4 separate regions of the Mus musculus genome follow, and regions 1, 2 and 3 are each linked to region 4. A link is a contact called in public ChIA-PET and promoter capture Hi-C data. All regions are on one chromosome and are shown on one strand. Each heading gives the region's core, a stretch centred on a gene start, on an enhancer-like site or on the middle of the called end of the contact. The rest is flanking DNA. Distances are from core to core; before and after follow the strand shown. Region 1 overlaps Rb1 (RB transcriptional corepressor 1). Region 2 holds the start of Sucla2 (succinate-Coenzyme A ligase, ADP-forming, beta subunit). Region 3 overlaps Rb1 (RB transcriptional corepressor 1). Region 4 holds the start of Fndc3a (fibronectin type III domain containing 3A).

Region 1 (3,537 bases), core at 736-3,235, 540 kb after region 4:
AGACACTCAGGTCTTTCTCTGACTATCAAACTAATGAAACAATGAATCTCAAATTAAAATTTTCTTAGGAATTCCATGCCAAAGGAAGGGAAAGGCTGAATCCTTGGTGGCAGTAAGAGGAGGAACTATATTTTCACATAGTTCTGAAAGCAGAGAATAGAGGCAAGTTGATGAGTGGGACCACACCTTGAAAAAGACGTCCAAGTTACACATGCCTCTTAGACCTCATTTCAGGAGTCCACAGACGGATGTGACTTCCATTTGCTCCTCTTGCCAACGTACCACAGAGAGTAATTTTATCTTTCTCTGTATTTTACTATTACTTATTCCTTGTTTATTGGAGACAGGTAGCTTTCTTAAGATTCCAGAGCATAGGTTTTGACTCCCAAAATTCAAGCAACAGTAAGATACCAAAACACTGAGAAATAAGTACCCGCTTGTGAGAAAAGAGGACAAGTACTGGTTTAAAAAGTGTAACATTTGGGGCTGGAGAGATGGGTCAATGGTTAGAGCACTGGATGTTCTTGTAGAAAACCCAGTTCAGTTCCTAGCACCTATGAACCTCCAGTTCCAGAGGACTTGATGTTTTCTTTTGATCTCTACAGGCATGAGGCACACAAGTGGTATATATATACACACATAAGCAAAACACTCACACATATAATCTAATACAACTAAAAAAGCAAACACAAAAGCCTGTAGCAATCTTTAGTGAATGAGTCCTCCAGTGCACTAACATAATCATGTCTGCAATGGCATCGTCAGCGTGAGAGCAAAAGTACTAAAGCAGGCTTTGTGAGAGAAGGAGGCACAGACTGTTCCAAGAACCCTCCCACCCCACTAGCACACAAAGCTACTGCAGAAAATTGTCTGCTGTCTTCCCTTGTATAAAATACCTCCTTTTTACTCATGGCTGGCTTTTCATCTTCATCAGGAGTAATTTGCAGAGGGGTTGCTTTGTGCATTAGTTTGTGAATATAGGGTCTCCTTCTGTGACCTAGGCCTGCCTAGAACTCAGAAAACAAACTGCTGCTGCAGCTTTTGAATGCTGGGTTTTAGGTAACTGTTAGGGCCACCTTCATATCCTCGATCGCTGCACATTCCCAAATCTGTTGTAAGCAGTCTCTCATCCATGTGTGCTCACTAGTTTGACTCTTACTGGTCTGTCATCTTCCTTCCTTCCCTCCCTCTTTCCTCCTTCCTTTTTTCCTTTTTTTTTTTGCCATAGCTCAGCACAGCACTGTAATTCACTTCTCTACTAGATCACAAGTTCCTTGGAGGCTTGGGGCTATTTCTCATGTTTTGTTTCTTTCACTTGGGCAACTGCAGTTCTTTCCAAATGGCTGATATGCAGAAAGAAGGAGAAAGGAAGTAAAGAAGAAGAGGAAAATGAGGGCCCGGTATTGTCTTGGGAAAAAAAAAGGGCTTTTCTTAAATAATTTAGAAACTATGAAGTAATTCTTTTTGTCAGAGACACACAACCTAGAATATCCCTGAGCCCTATTTCAGCCAGTATCAACAATGTATTCTGAACAAAATAAAATATTTTTCACTTTGACTGTGAAGTCAAGTCTCCCAAGTTACCCAAGACCATAACAGTGAATTGTGGAAAATAGAGGTGTGATATTAAAGAGAAAATGGATCATGGTAAGATATGTTTTCAGAAAGAATTGATTTTAAGAAAAAAAAATCACATGGTAGAAAAAAATCACATTCCAGTCCCCTGGTTCTTGTGTAACTGTCAACATGGCCTGCGCTGTGTCATTGTCCTAACCCACAGTTTTAAAAGTTACTAAGTCAAGTAATCATTATCTCACAATTCAATTGTTTTCCTGTAAGGCACAATTCTTTGTAAACTGTAACTTAAAAAGAAAAAAAAAAAAAAAAAGCCAGCGTATTGTTTCACAGCCAATAGCACAGGCAGGCACGCAACCTTTGTGCCCAGTGCACCAGAGGTTAATGATTCACCACGGAACCAGACAATACAGGTTCTTTCTTTGGCTCCTTCCTTGGCTTTTACAGAGCCACAGGCTTTTCTCCCTTTTGTGTTCACTTCCTGTCAACACTGACTTTTCAAAAGATACCAAAACATCTCAAAAATCTGTTTGTGAGTTTGCTACCAAATCAGGACTCAAACAGGCTGAGTCACTTACTACCATAGTACTGGTGTATAATACTGTGCTTCATGTAATATCTGGGGAAAGAACTGACAAGAAAAATGTTTAACCTTTATATGTAAGAGTATAGTGATCAAAACTAATGTATAAGAACATAGTAATCAAATTAGCTGCATAAGCAAACTCCCTTGTGTTTGGTGACTGAGTCAGCCACGTCTGTCAGTATTTACAGACACAACTTTCTTGTGGTTTTCTAGATAGTATTAAGAGGAAATAATGAACTACTAGCACTTCGGTGTCTCCACAGAGTCAGCTGTACTCCAGAACAGCCCCCACAGAAACACTGTCCTAAACAGTCCTCAGGGACTTCGACATCATAGTTATATGGATCTCACCAATCATGAAGCCTTTCACTTAGAAACTGACAGCCCTGCTGGAGAACAAGAACCAGATTTTGTGGTTTTAAACAACTACAAAACTGAAATAAATAAATAAATAAATAAATAAATAAATAAATAAATAAATCAAAACAAAACAAAACAAAACAAAACAAAACAAAAAAACAGTTCTCAAATGGTGAGCAGCAGGACAAAGGCCCACGAGAGTCCCATGAGACAGCATGCTGCAGCCCACTGCAGGGAAAGTATCCTAGCCGAAACACCGACAGACAATGATGGGAATGGAAACCCACTGGCTCCCAACAAACACAAGTCAACAGCACTGAGGGGACAGGATTCACACAACAGAGCTGAGCAGGTCTGTGGAGACCCACTTCAGCTGGGGCACAGCAGTCCACACCCATGAGATAACTCCCCAGGACTAAAGACGAAGAAGCCCTGGGGGAGCAGAGGCACTGCTGGAGTCCAAACTGCTTCCTACCTGCCACAGTAGACGAGCTTATGATCCATCTACAGGCAGCAGCAGGTAAAGTACTTACAAGATCACCTCTTGGATAGTGGGGGAAATTAGAAAAAGTTTCTGGAATCAGAAAGAAACAAACAAAAAAAGAAAAAAGAAGAGAAAAAGAAAAAGAAAAAGCTGGAGGGAGGGGAGGGAGTACAAAACAATTAAGCTACTTACAATTTAAATGTGTCCCAAAGCACAACTCAAGAATATTATTAAGAATATGAAAATATCCAGGAACCAGTAAGGCAAAATTCACAATATTTAACGTCTAGTAAAATATCACTGCCAGGCAGTGGTGGTGCACGCCTTTAATCCTAGCACTTGGGAGGCAGAGGCAGATGGATCTCTGAGTTTGAGGCCAGCCTGGTCTACAGAGTGAGTTCCAGGACAGCCAGGGCTACACAGAGAAACCCCGTCTCGAAAAACAAAACAAAAAACAAATCACCAAGAGGCAAAAAAACCAAGTGGCTGTTAGAAAGGAGAGAATCAGTCAATAGGAACACATCTAAAAAGA
Region 2 (3,618 bases), core at 618-3,117, 840 kb after region 4:
TGCGAATGAATGCGTCTAGTTGTTTCACGTTCCTGTCATCCTGATCTCCCACAATGATGCACTGTAACCTGGATTTGTGAGCCAAGAAACCCTTTTGTATCTTAAGGTTTTTTGTCAGCGTGTTTTTATCACAGTGCCAGGAAGTGAAATTAAGATGATGTGTGTGTCTGCTCCACCTAGAGACTCTAATAAAAATTCCCTAATTTCCCCTGGGTGGGGCCTGGGGTGGTTTTCTTACTTTGTTTTTTTATTTAAAAGTATTTTTATTAGCATATCTTAACTGTACATAACAATGTGTTTCATTATAGCATTTCATGCATGCATCTAATACATTTTAAAATTTCATCTTATGTGTACAAGTGTTTTGCCTGTGTACCAGTCGCATGCCTGGTGCTCTTGAAGGCATCAGATCTCTGGAACTGGAACAGGTGATGCGAGCTGCCATAAGGGTGCTGGGGATCATACTGGAACGTTCTGGAAGAGCAGCTGTGGCTCTTAACTGTGGAACAGCTGCCTTTCTAGCCCCAGTATTTAGTTCATTTCGATCATATTCACCCATTTTCGACTTTTGTTTCTTAATTCTGCAGGCTTCACTTTCCTGTCTCTTCTTTGATGGCTGAACACGTTTCATTTGGCTTGCTTACAGGAACACAGGCTACGCCACTGAATGAATGCACTCCAATGCCAACCATTAACTTTCAACCAATCCTCAAGGAGGGGGGAGGCCTCATGAGACCATTACCCCCTCCATGAAAGGATGCTGCTGATGGGTTTCACGGCTAGTGGGGTATCTCCCCCCCCCCTGTGAGTTGTAGAGTAGTCTGGAGTTCTTTAACTTCTCATTGTAGCTTCCATTGGGATGGGATTGCAGGCATAAACTATCAGGCATGCCTTGGGGTGGGTATATTTTAAAGTTAGCATACAACTCATAGGCTTTCTTACAACTCATAGGCTTTCTTACACCATTTTTATAGTAGTTTTGGTTGATCCCTTCCTTCTTTCCCTCACCGCCCTGTTCCTTCTTACATGAGTCTTATTAGTTACTGTGCCTTCACACAAACATATTATTGTGTCTTCTCATGGGGCCCTCTATAGTTTCTGGCCTCTAATCCTTGCTCACACATAAATACATACATATAAAAATTTAAAGATAGCATATTTAAATTTGAGAGAACATGTAATAGGTCTTTCTGGGTCCTGGGTTACCCCATCTTTTTCAGTTCAAATGTGATAGTATTTTCTTTTCTTTTCTTTTAATATGTATGCATTGTTGGATATATGTATGTGCACGTGTGTGCTGGTGCCCAGGGAGGCCAGAAGAGAGTTTCAGAGCCCATACGCAGTGGTGAGCTGTCTGACATGAGGCTGGGAATTCAGCTGAGTGCCACAGCCGTACCAGCTCCAAACTACTAAGCCATCTCTCTAGCTCTCTCAAACACTTTGTTAGGAGTGTTTTCAGTATGGGCGGCTTCAGTAACTAGTGAGTAACAGTCTTTTGAGTATCAGTGGCACTGTCTTTATTATTTTGTGTTATGTTTTATTTTAGTATCTATTGTATCCTAAAGGCTCAACGCATACATTCGCTTTCCCTAAGTAACCCCATTTCACTTGTGAGGCCACTAGGGCTCAGAGAAGGTAAGAAGACTGAAGTAGCAGCGTCACAGTTCTCTAGGAAGCGTTCTGATGGCCCCTTGTCCACATGTCACTGAGGTCAAAGTTCTGAAGGCCAAAGTTTGCTTTGTGCCTGCCAAACCCGGCTCCTCCGGCAGCGACGGGGTTAACGCGAGGCCCCGCCCCCGAGGATTGTCCTTGTCTCGGGCCGGGAGCGCCCCGAGAGCAACTGCGTCTCTGCGCCTGCGCGGTGCCCAGGGGACGGGTCGGACTCAGAAATGGCGGCGTCCATGTTCTACGGCCGGCAGTTGGCCGCGGCCGCCCTGAGGAGCCACCGGCCGCAGACTACGCTGCGAGCCGCCGCCCAGGTAAGCTCGCCCTGTTCGCTTTGGCCGCGGGGGTCGGCGGGCAAGGCTCAGGGGCGCGGCCCAGCTCCGGGGCTCTCAGCGGCGCTGGCACGGCCGGGATGCCCTGCTCTGCACAGAGGCTGCGGGCCAGGGCTGCGAGCTGGCGCTCGGGGCAGCTGGGCTCGGCTCCGTCCCCCGGCCGCTGGAGGCCCGGCAGGGCGGCCTGGCAGTCGGCCTCACCTGCGGGAGCCTGCCGGAGCGATCCCAGAGGGGACGGGGGCTGTCCTTGCCCGGGGCCAACGCTTCCGGACCCCCTTTGGGTAAGGGGATGCCCTTCAAGTGTACTTTGAGGTCCAGCAAACTGTCGTAGGTGGGAAGGACTTAGGAACACCAGCAGAGCTGATCTATCAGTCAGTCCTGGTAGTGAGTACTGATAACGAGTTCTTCAGTTTCCCAGCTGATTAGATGGGAGAGTAAGGATTAGATGGGAGAGTAAATCTTTTAGAGGATTTCACTTCTGGACAGACTCTAGTACCTATTTTGCTGCTTTGTTTCTCGACATTTAGGGAGTGTCAGATGTTGTCCTAAGGTCATTAGGCTTGTCAACAGCACAGGGGTTGTCATTAAGGCCAGTAACCATTGATGACGATCTGATGATGGCTCAGAGAAGTACTTTGGCCTAGGAGACATAGCAGTCTGAGACAGAACTGAGGTTTAGTTCCACAAGGGTCCATTTCTGAAGCTGTGTGCTTGTTGTGTCTGTTCTACAGCATTCAAACACAAAAAGTGGGTACTGGGAATGCAGTTTATTTGGTAGAGGGCCTGCCTGGCATGTAGGAAGTCCTGGGTTCTATCCCCAGCATCCTTGTAACCTTAGCACTTAAGGTGGAGGCAAGAGAATGAGATATTCAAGGTCATCTTTTACATACATAGTTCAAGGCCAGCCAAGGCTTGTCACTAAATAACAAAGACAAACCAATTAAACAACAACAAGCCCCAAACAAATTGGCCCTCAGTGTTAGTACCTTAAAACTTCAAGAGCGGGATTAGCTTTCTAAGATAGAGTTTTGGTTATGTTTTGAAGTAACTAGACACATCATAGGTGGATAGATTTAGCCCCCTCCCTTCCTTAAATAATGCTGCCAAGTTTTAAGAGGATAAGGATTTAGTGAACAAATAGGATTTTATTCTAATAGTTTTTAATCTATTTGAAAATTCCTTTAAGAGAGATGCCTTTGCATCTATGGGATGCTTGATAAATTGTCTTTATTTCAGCTCTTTCTCTTTTACCATAGCATTAAGAATGTATCTTGGGGGGCGGGGGCTGGAGAGATGGCTCAACAGTTAAGAGCACTGAGTACTCTTCCAGAGGTCCTGTGTTCAATTCCCAGCAACCACATGGTTGCTCACAACCATCTGTAATGGGATCTGATGCCCTTTTCTGGTGTATCTGAAGAGAGCATCAGTGTACTCATATACATAAATCTTTAAAAAAGATGTGGCTTTGGAGTTGCTCTTGTAGATGAGGACACAATATCTTAGGAGGAAACTTGTTCAAGGTCATACACTAAATTTAGTAATTCAGTTCACTGAAAGAAATTATTCCTCTGAGCAGGGTAGTGGTGTCTCAGACCTTTTAATCTTAGCACTTGGATCCCTG
Region 3 (3,537 bases), core at 358-2,857, 580 kb after region 4:
ACACTGAATTCCAGCCAATTGGTTCTCTCTGCTATATAAGTAAGGCACACATTTTTAGAAGATAAACAAATCCAAACAGGATTTTACCACCTTAACTTATAAAGTAGTATGTTTTTATCACCAAAGTAAACAATATGTTTGAGATTAGTCCAAAAAAACAAATTTTAGTGAAAAATTACATGCTACTTACGCACTGCTGGGTTGTGTCAAATATATAAGTTCACACGTCCTGAAAAGAAAAAAATAATTTCAGTAAAATAACAGCTTAAAAGAAAACTTTTAAAATACTTCTGCAGCATGAGTCATTAGCCTTCTAAAAGAAAGTTAAAGTATATCTGCTTACTACAAAATGCCATCTCATATCACCATGTTCTAAGATAAAAGAACCGGCTTCTGTCACTCACTGTTAAATCAAAACCAATGACCAGACCAGACTGTTAGCTCAGTGGGTAACTAACCAATAAGCCACATATATCTCTATAGTTTACCCTATAATAAACAAGCTTTGGCATTGCAATCTTCATACTCCAGAAAACTGTACAAGTAGAATGGGAAACGGAAACCTTGATTTGATTCAAAGCCACCAACTTAATTAAAGCTAAATTATTCCAAAAGACTAGTCAATAAAAATCTTAAGTTACAAAGTGCAGGGCAGCCTTGTAAGGCCAAATCAGACTATGCCATTCCCCAGTGTAAAAGCACTCAGCATTTCCACTGTGCAGGGCACAGCTAGCTTGCTCCTGCCCAGCCCCCATCCTACCTTCCATACATCAGCGCTCAAAGCACATCCAGTCACTGTTTTGGTGTGCACATGCTCAGCACATGCCTGACACGCCCAGTTCCTGTCCCCACTCATTTTTCTGGATACATTTCTATTTCTAATCCCTATTCAGAACTTCCTCCTTCTCTTTTTCCTTAGTAGAAATCAACAGTACCGCCTTCTCACCTAGCTAAGATCCATGACGTACTGCATCATTTCTACTTAAACGCGGTACTCTTCAATCCAGCATCACAGCCATTACTGCATTTTCACGTGGACATGTTGTGGCATGTGCACATGTACACATGTATGTGGAGGCCTGAGACTGATGTCAGGGATATTAAATTGTTCTTTCATCTTATTCTTTGAGGGCAGGATCTCTTGATCAAACTCAGAGCTCATGGAGATAGCAGGGTACTAACAGTTAATTCTTTTTTTTTTTTAAGAATTATTTATTTATCTCATGTATGTGAGTACACTGTCGCTGTCTTCAGAAACACCAGAAGAGGGCATAGGATCCCATTACAGATGGTTTTGAGCCACCATGTGGTTGCTGGGAATTGAACTCAGGAACTCTGGAAGAGCAGTCAGTGCTTTTAACCGCTGAGCCATCTCTCCAGCCCCTAACAGTTAATTCTTGATGTAGCTTGTTAATTTGATTACAACAAAACAGCTGACATCATACATTTTCTTAAAGTATATTCCATAAACACTTCTTGTATGAGATCTTAACTGATGTTAAATGGCATTATGGTTTGTGGTTTGAATGTGAAATATCCCCACAAGGATCACACTTGAGAAAGAGAGTCACCGGTGGGGTGGGGGTGGGAGTTACGGCTTTAATAGCCAAAACCCACTTCCTGTTCATGCACTCTGCTTTCTTTTGAGGGATGCCATGTGGTCAGGAGCCTCCTGTTCTGCCACCATGCTTTCCAGGTCTGCTGCCACATCTTCCTCACTGTGACAAACTGTATCCCTCTGGAACTGTAGGTCAAAGTAAACCCTTTCTCCCTTAAATTGTTCCTGTAGGAGTATTTTATCGCAGCAACAGAGAGTAACTAAGGCAAATGTAAATATTAGTCATTTAGAAAATGCTTAACTCAATCAAACTTCTAAATATCGTGCATTGCCTTGGTGTTTTGTGACTGTCTAAGAGGGAATACAATATGAAAATACAGTATTATGCAGTGTTTTCCAAATAGACAATGTCTTATTTTCTTCTTTAAAAACCTAATAAATATTTGGGCCTGTGAGATAGCTGAGTGGGTACAGATGCTTGCTGCTGGGCCTGGCAATATAAGTTTGAAACTGAGACCCACGTGGTAGAAGGAGAGAGCCAACTCTTTCAAGTTGCCCTCTACTCTTCACAACTGTGCTATAGCCCACATTTGCCCACATACACACACACACACACACACACAAATTAAAAGCTATCATGAAAGCACTATTTATATATTATCTCAATTAAAACATTAACAGGTGTGTGATGGCTATACTTGATCATCACCTTGACCTCATCTGGAATTAACTAAAATTCAAAAGTCCGTTATCTTTAGGAGGAGAAAACACACCTTTAACCCAAATCTAGTCTGGGTCACACCTTCTGCTGGGAGTCTATATAAGGGAGAGGAAAGCTTTTGTTCTTTGCCTGCTTGTCCTCCCCTTGCTAGCAAGTCCATTCCTTCATTGCCACTAGAGCCTACTTCAGGATCCCAGCATATGCTGAAGACCAGCTGAGACATGCAGTTTTGTGGACTGAGTGCATAACTACTAGATTCTTGGACTTTCCATTCATAGTTAACCATTCTTAGATTAGCTGGACTGCAGCCTGTAAGCCATTCTAATAAATTCCCTTTGGATATAGATCTAGAGATATAGATACAGGTCCATTCTATGAGTTCTGTTACTATAGAGAGCCCTGACTAATAGGTACTCTCATTAACTTGATTTAGACATTAGAAAACTATGTACCCAAGTTAGGTAACTCATTTATCCAAGATTACATAGTATATACTCAGGATCAGGTTAGAATGCAGACCTGAGTGACTGCTTCTCCTCTAAGCTCTACTGTAACCCCCTTCCTTCTCTCTCATAGATAATAGCTACTGTTTTTGATAGAGAACAAGAAGGATGGATGATGAGCCTCTACCCTCTCTGTTGTAAGGGCACCTTGTACTTGATAATACAGTAAGGCATCTATGCATATTTACTATGAACAGCTCATTGGGAACACACTCTAATGGTTGTCTATTGAGTAGCCCCAATTCAGGTGACACTTCACGAGGACTGTAAAACCCAGCTTCCCACAGAGATGATAACAAAGGCAAACTACAGAAAATAGAGAGAGAATCTCAAGCCAGACCAGAGGGGCAGAGCCTGCTCTAGAACCCTGACCGCTCCCCTTCCATGACAAGCTTGCTGGCTATAGATTACAGGAGAGATAACTAACTCTAGGAGCCAATTGGTTGTTTCTCAGACTGTGAGTTCTCTACATCAAGTACATCTCAAAGATTCAACTGGAATGTGGACGGTCATCGTGAACTCTCATGTTCTAGTTGTATTAGAAGAAAATTCTTTGGGAACTGTGGTGCTGTATCCCACAGACTGGACTGTAAACACCGTTGCTTATCCTGGCCCTTAGGGAATAGCATACAGAAAGATCCAGAGCACTTCAAAATTGTCTATATAACTGCTAAAGTTTTTGAACTTCAATATGTAGTAGTTATAATATTCTTTTCTGTTTTTATGTAATTTAATCAATTCTCTATAACATTCTT
Region 4 (3,172 bases), core at 401-2,900:
TACAAGAGGACTAAATTTTTTTAAAAACCCAACGAAAAGCCATGTTTTAAAAGACCTTATCATTGCTTTCCAATAGGCCCAACACCTGTCTCCATGGGTAACTGATCTCATTAGTTGAGAAAAAAAAAATCAATTTAAACAAGAAAATGTTAAGAAGGCAGGGGGGTCATCTCTCTGGAACATTTTTAGGTGACTTAAACAACATTTCCGAGATGACAAGAATTACACACTCCGCAAATACACACAAACTAAATATTTATCTAAACACGGGATATGAGCCAGAAATCTCAATTTGCTTCTGTCTGACATATGGCTCGGTTTTGACTGGCATATGTTTCGTACTGATACTGGCAAAAGCATAGTGATTCAAATATTACAGAAAAGCTTCAACTGCTCTTTCATTCTTACAACTCATCTTAGCCAAGAGGCTGAGAGGCGATGCTTATTTGCTTCTTACAACACGCACAAACTTGGGTTTCAAGAACTGAAACAGACCACAATAGGATGCAGCAACATCATTATGTGGCTCGGTGTTTTTTAAAGTCTACCCGTGAGCACTTCAAGATTATAATACAAAAAGAGGGAAAGCCTTGTCCGCCTGCCACTGTCAGTTAGTAGACGGACAGCCGAGAAGGTGCCCAAAGGAACTTACAGTCTCACTAAAATAAATAATCTCTAGCTCACCATCCTTAGCACCCTCAGCAATCTCTCTCTCTCTCTCCCTCCCTCTCTCTCTCTCTCTCTCTCTCTCTCTCTCTCTCTCTCTCACACACACACACACACACACACACACACGAATACCCCCCAATGCTTTTTATGAAAGGTGATAGTTTAATAAAACTACAATTACCTATCACACACGGTAAAAGCAGCAAGCGCTAGCGATCTGACGTCGAAATTACTCGCTCCTTTTCCTTCACCCAGCGCGTGCCGCCCTTTCCCAGAGTCGTGTCAAAAGTTCACCCACGCAGGCTGCCGAGCTGGGCGAGCACCGCAGCCTCCCTTCCTCCTCGCCACCGACCGAACAGGTGGTTGCCTTACCTGGGGAAGAGGAGCCGCCAGGCACCGGCTGCGGCGGCCGCCCGGGCGGCCAGGCAGGCGGGCGCAGACCCGAAGGGCGTGTTTTCGAGGATTTAACCCTCAGGTGCGCAGGCAGCGCTCCGCTGTCGCCGAGCCCCGGCAGGTGTCGCGCACGTCCCCGCCGCGTCCCGGGTCCGTCACCCCGCGGACGGCGCGGCCTCGCGTGGGGGCGTCGCCCGTCCGCCCGCCCTCCCCGACGGGCTCAGCCCTCCGGCGGCGCGGCCCGCAGCCCCAGCCTAACGGTTTCCCCGACGCGGGCTCCGGCGTCCCCCTGCCGGCTCTCACCTCCGAATCCCGCCGCTCCGAAGCGAAGGAAGGCGGATCCCCCACCCCGGGCGTCTCTCCTGCGAGGCTCCGGCTCGTCCTCTCACTCGCTTGGCGGTGGGCCGGGGCTCCCGCGGCCGCCGCTGCGCTGACTGCTGTGGAGGGGGGTTGTTGGGGAGGGGTGTTTCCCGGCAGTGACGGCGCCGCCGCCTCAGCCCCGCTCTTCGCTCCCTCTCCGCGTAGCTCCCGCTTTCTGTTTCACCCGAGGGACCGCGAATGCCGCCGCCGCCATGATTACTACGGAGCCGGGAGGAGGAGCCCGGAGTCGGCGCGCCCAGTGCGGCTGCGCGAGCCCCGCCGACGGCGCCCCCGGCCGCCTGGACCCGGAGCCCCCGCGCGCGCACACACACACACACACACACACACGAGCTCGAGCGCGCGCACCCGAACCCGCTCGCCCGCCGCCCCGCAAGCCGAGGCTTCCCGGGCCCGCAAGTGTGTGTGGCATGCGAGCTCCGGTGCCGCTCTCCCAGAGCCCGGGAACTGTGCGGATGATTGACGTATCCGGGGCCCCACACGCCATTCCGAATGCAGTTTAGAAAGCGCCCCCCACCCACCGCCCCCAGAGACGAACCGTGTCAGCCCCTCTCGGCAAGCCCCAGAACTTAGGATGCCGGCAGGTGCTTTTAGAGGCAAGCCCCGGACGGGGAAGCGCCCCGAAGTGGGCTCAGACCTTCCCACTCCCAGACGGTTAGAGCCCCGGCATTTTCTAGCACCCACGAAACAGATTTACGTCTTTCAGAAACGCACAGCTTAAAGGTTCTGGACTCGGACCAGCCGAATCTAGTGGAAACCCGTTACCTTGACGTCTGCCACCGCGGAGAGCGAAGCGGAGGCGGCGACAATTTCCTTAAGCCTCGAGCGATGGGGGGGCGGTGGGGGGGACGCTGCAGTAGCGCCTGAGGGCCGGCCCGGACTGCTTACTTTTGCAGTTTCACCGGAAGCCTTAGGGAGAGGGTCGTCTTTGGGAACCTGAGTCCTCCCCCTGTCCAGCCAAAACTGGTGACTGATGAAACCAGGTTCCACGTCTGACTTGTAGTTCAGTTTATTGGTTGCGCTGCGTTTTAAGGTGGCAATCTTTTTTTTTTTTTTAATCATTTGACAGAAATCTCTCGAAGATGTACGAATTTCTTACGTTCTTAAAAAAGAAAAAAACAAAACAGAACTGGATAATGAAATTCTTAGTGGATCATTGAATATCAAATAAGATACTCAGACAGTACCAAAGTCCCATGGGATTGCAGAGGTGTGCGCGAGTGTATAAAATCCCCACCTTGGTGCTGTTTTATTTGCAGTGTTCTTACTTTTCTTAAAGACCCCTCACTTGGCTTGTGTTCATCTGCCTGTACATCCACTTTAACCATTTCTATTTTCCTGTGGTGGTGTTTTTTAAGCCCCGCTTTCTTCCTTCTCCACCTACTTTTTGCTATGGCTGCAGGCAATGATTGATCCGATGTTTGTATCCACAGCTAGCTAATGAGAGGTTATTTTTCTTCCCGTCAACAAGTAGGATAGTGATTCTATCAAATTGCATCTTGAGATATTTGGGGGTTGGGGAGAGGGGGCAAAAGTCCTTTCCCTGAGAGAAATGTTTCATTTTCTTAACTTCCAGCTTTGGCCCTCTTCCAGACAAAATTACTGGAAAGCTGAGCTTGGAATAACAGAAGTATAACTGCTCATTGTTTTGCAATAGGAGAGTTTATATCTGAATGTGGAGGACTTGTGTGGCTTCCCCTTACTGCTGCCCAACTCTTGTTCGGTTGGAGGC

Evidence for each region. Promoter capture Hi-C pulls out the DNA fragments that hold promoters and counts their contacts. ChIA-PET counts read pairs in DNA pulled down with a chosen protein or histone mark. Capture Hi-C pulls out chosen DNA fragments and counts their contacts.
Region 1: a contact with region 4 is called in a promoter capture Hi-C map of liver, with 2.6 times the contacts expected there. The contact joins the enhancer-like site here to the promoter of Fndc3a in region 4. A contact is called at or near these places in 9 of 39 promoter capture datasets (the 3T3-L1 cell line, the C10 cell line, cranial neural crest and 6 more), 2 of 484 Hi-C or Micro-C datasets (LSK cells and granulosa cells), 7 of 115 datasets of contacts at active chromatin or transcription factors (astrocytes, bone marrow-derived macrophages, extraembryonic endoderm stem cells and 4 more) and 2 of 9 other capture datasets (embryonic stem cells and pancreatic islet).
Region 2: a promoter capture Hi-C map of adipose tissue shows a contact between it and region 4, with 4 times the contacts expected there. The contact joins the promoter of Sucla2 here to the promoter of Fndc3a in region 4. A contact is called at or near these places in 2 of 39 promoter capture datasets (liver and stem cell-derived epiblast-like cells), 3 of 484 Hi-C or Micro-C datasets (B cells, embryonic stem cells and rod photoreceptor) and 1 of 9 other capture datasets (adipose tissue).
Region 3: an RNA polymerase II ChIA-PET map of effector CD8 T cells shows a contact between it and region 4, with 10 read pairs. The contact joins the enhancer-like site here to the promoter of Fndc3a in region 4. A contact is called at or near these places in 8 of 39 promoter capture datasets (the 3T3-L1 cell line, the C10 cell line, the HPC-7 cell line and 4 more), 3 of 484 Hi-C or Micro-C datasets (adipose-derived mesenchymal stem cells, bone marrow-derived macrophages and cerebellum) and 4 of 115 datasets of contacts at active chromatin or transcription factors (acute myeloid leukemia, astrocytes, effector CD8 T cells and 1 more).

Annotation. Positions count from the first base shown.
Region 1 is chr14:73,251,661-73,255,197 of GRCm38.p6, forward strand. All of the region lies in intron 17 of Rb1 (RB transcriptional corepressor 1), which reads right to left. Among named protein-coding and RNA genes, the nearest start is that of Lpar6, 16 kb to the left of the region's middle. Within about 2 kb of position 1,986, at least 121 of the 459 cell types and tissues checked have an H3K27ac peak or open chromatin away from gene starts, as enhancers often do. A contact at or near this core is called in astrocytes, bone marrow-derived macrophages, embryonic stem cells and 7 more, where this site is marked.
Region 2 is chr14:73,550,919-73,554,536 of GRCm38.p6, forward strand. Sucla2 (succinate-Coenzyme A ligase, ADP-forming, beta subunit) reads left to right here and starts at 1,868. Exons shown (of 11, transcript NM_011506.4): 1 at 1,868-1,979. The coding sequence starts at 1,890.
Region 3 is chr14:73,288,519-73,292,055 of GRCm38.p6, forward strand. Rb1 (RB transcriptional corepressor 1) reads right to left here. Exons shown (of 27, transcript NM_009029.3): 5 at 191-229. Among named protein-coding and RNA genes, the nearest start is that of Rb1, 36 kb to the right of the region's middle. Within about 2 kb of position 1,608, at least 25 of the 459 cell types and tissues checked have an H3K27ac peak or open chromatin away from gene starts, as enhancers often do. A contact at or near this core is called in effector CD8 T cells, where this site is marked.
Region 4 is chr14:72,708,353-72,711,524 of GRCm38.p6, forward strand. It overlaps Fndc3a (fibronectin type III domain containing 3A), which reads right to left and starts at 1,651. Exons shown (of 26, transcript NM_207636.2): 1 at 1,366-1,651.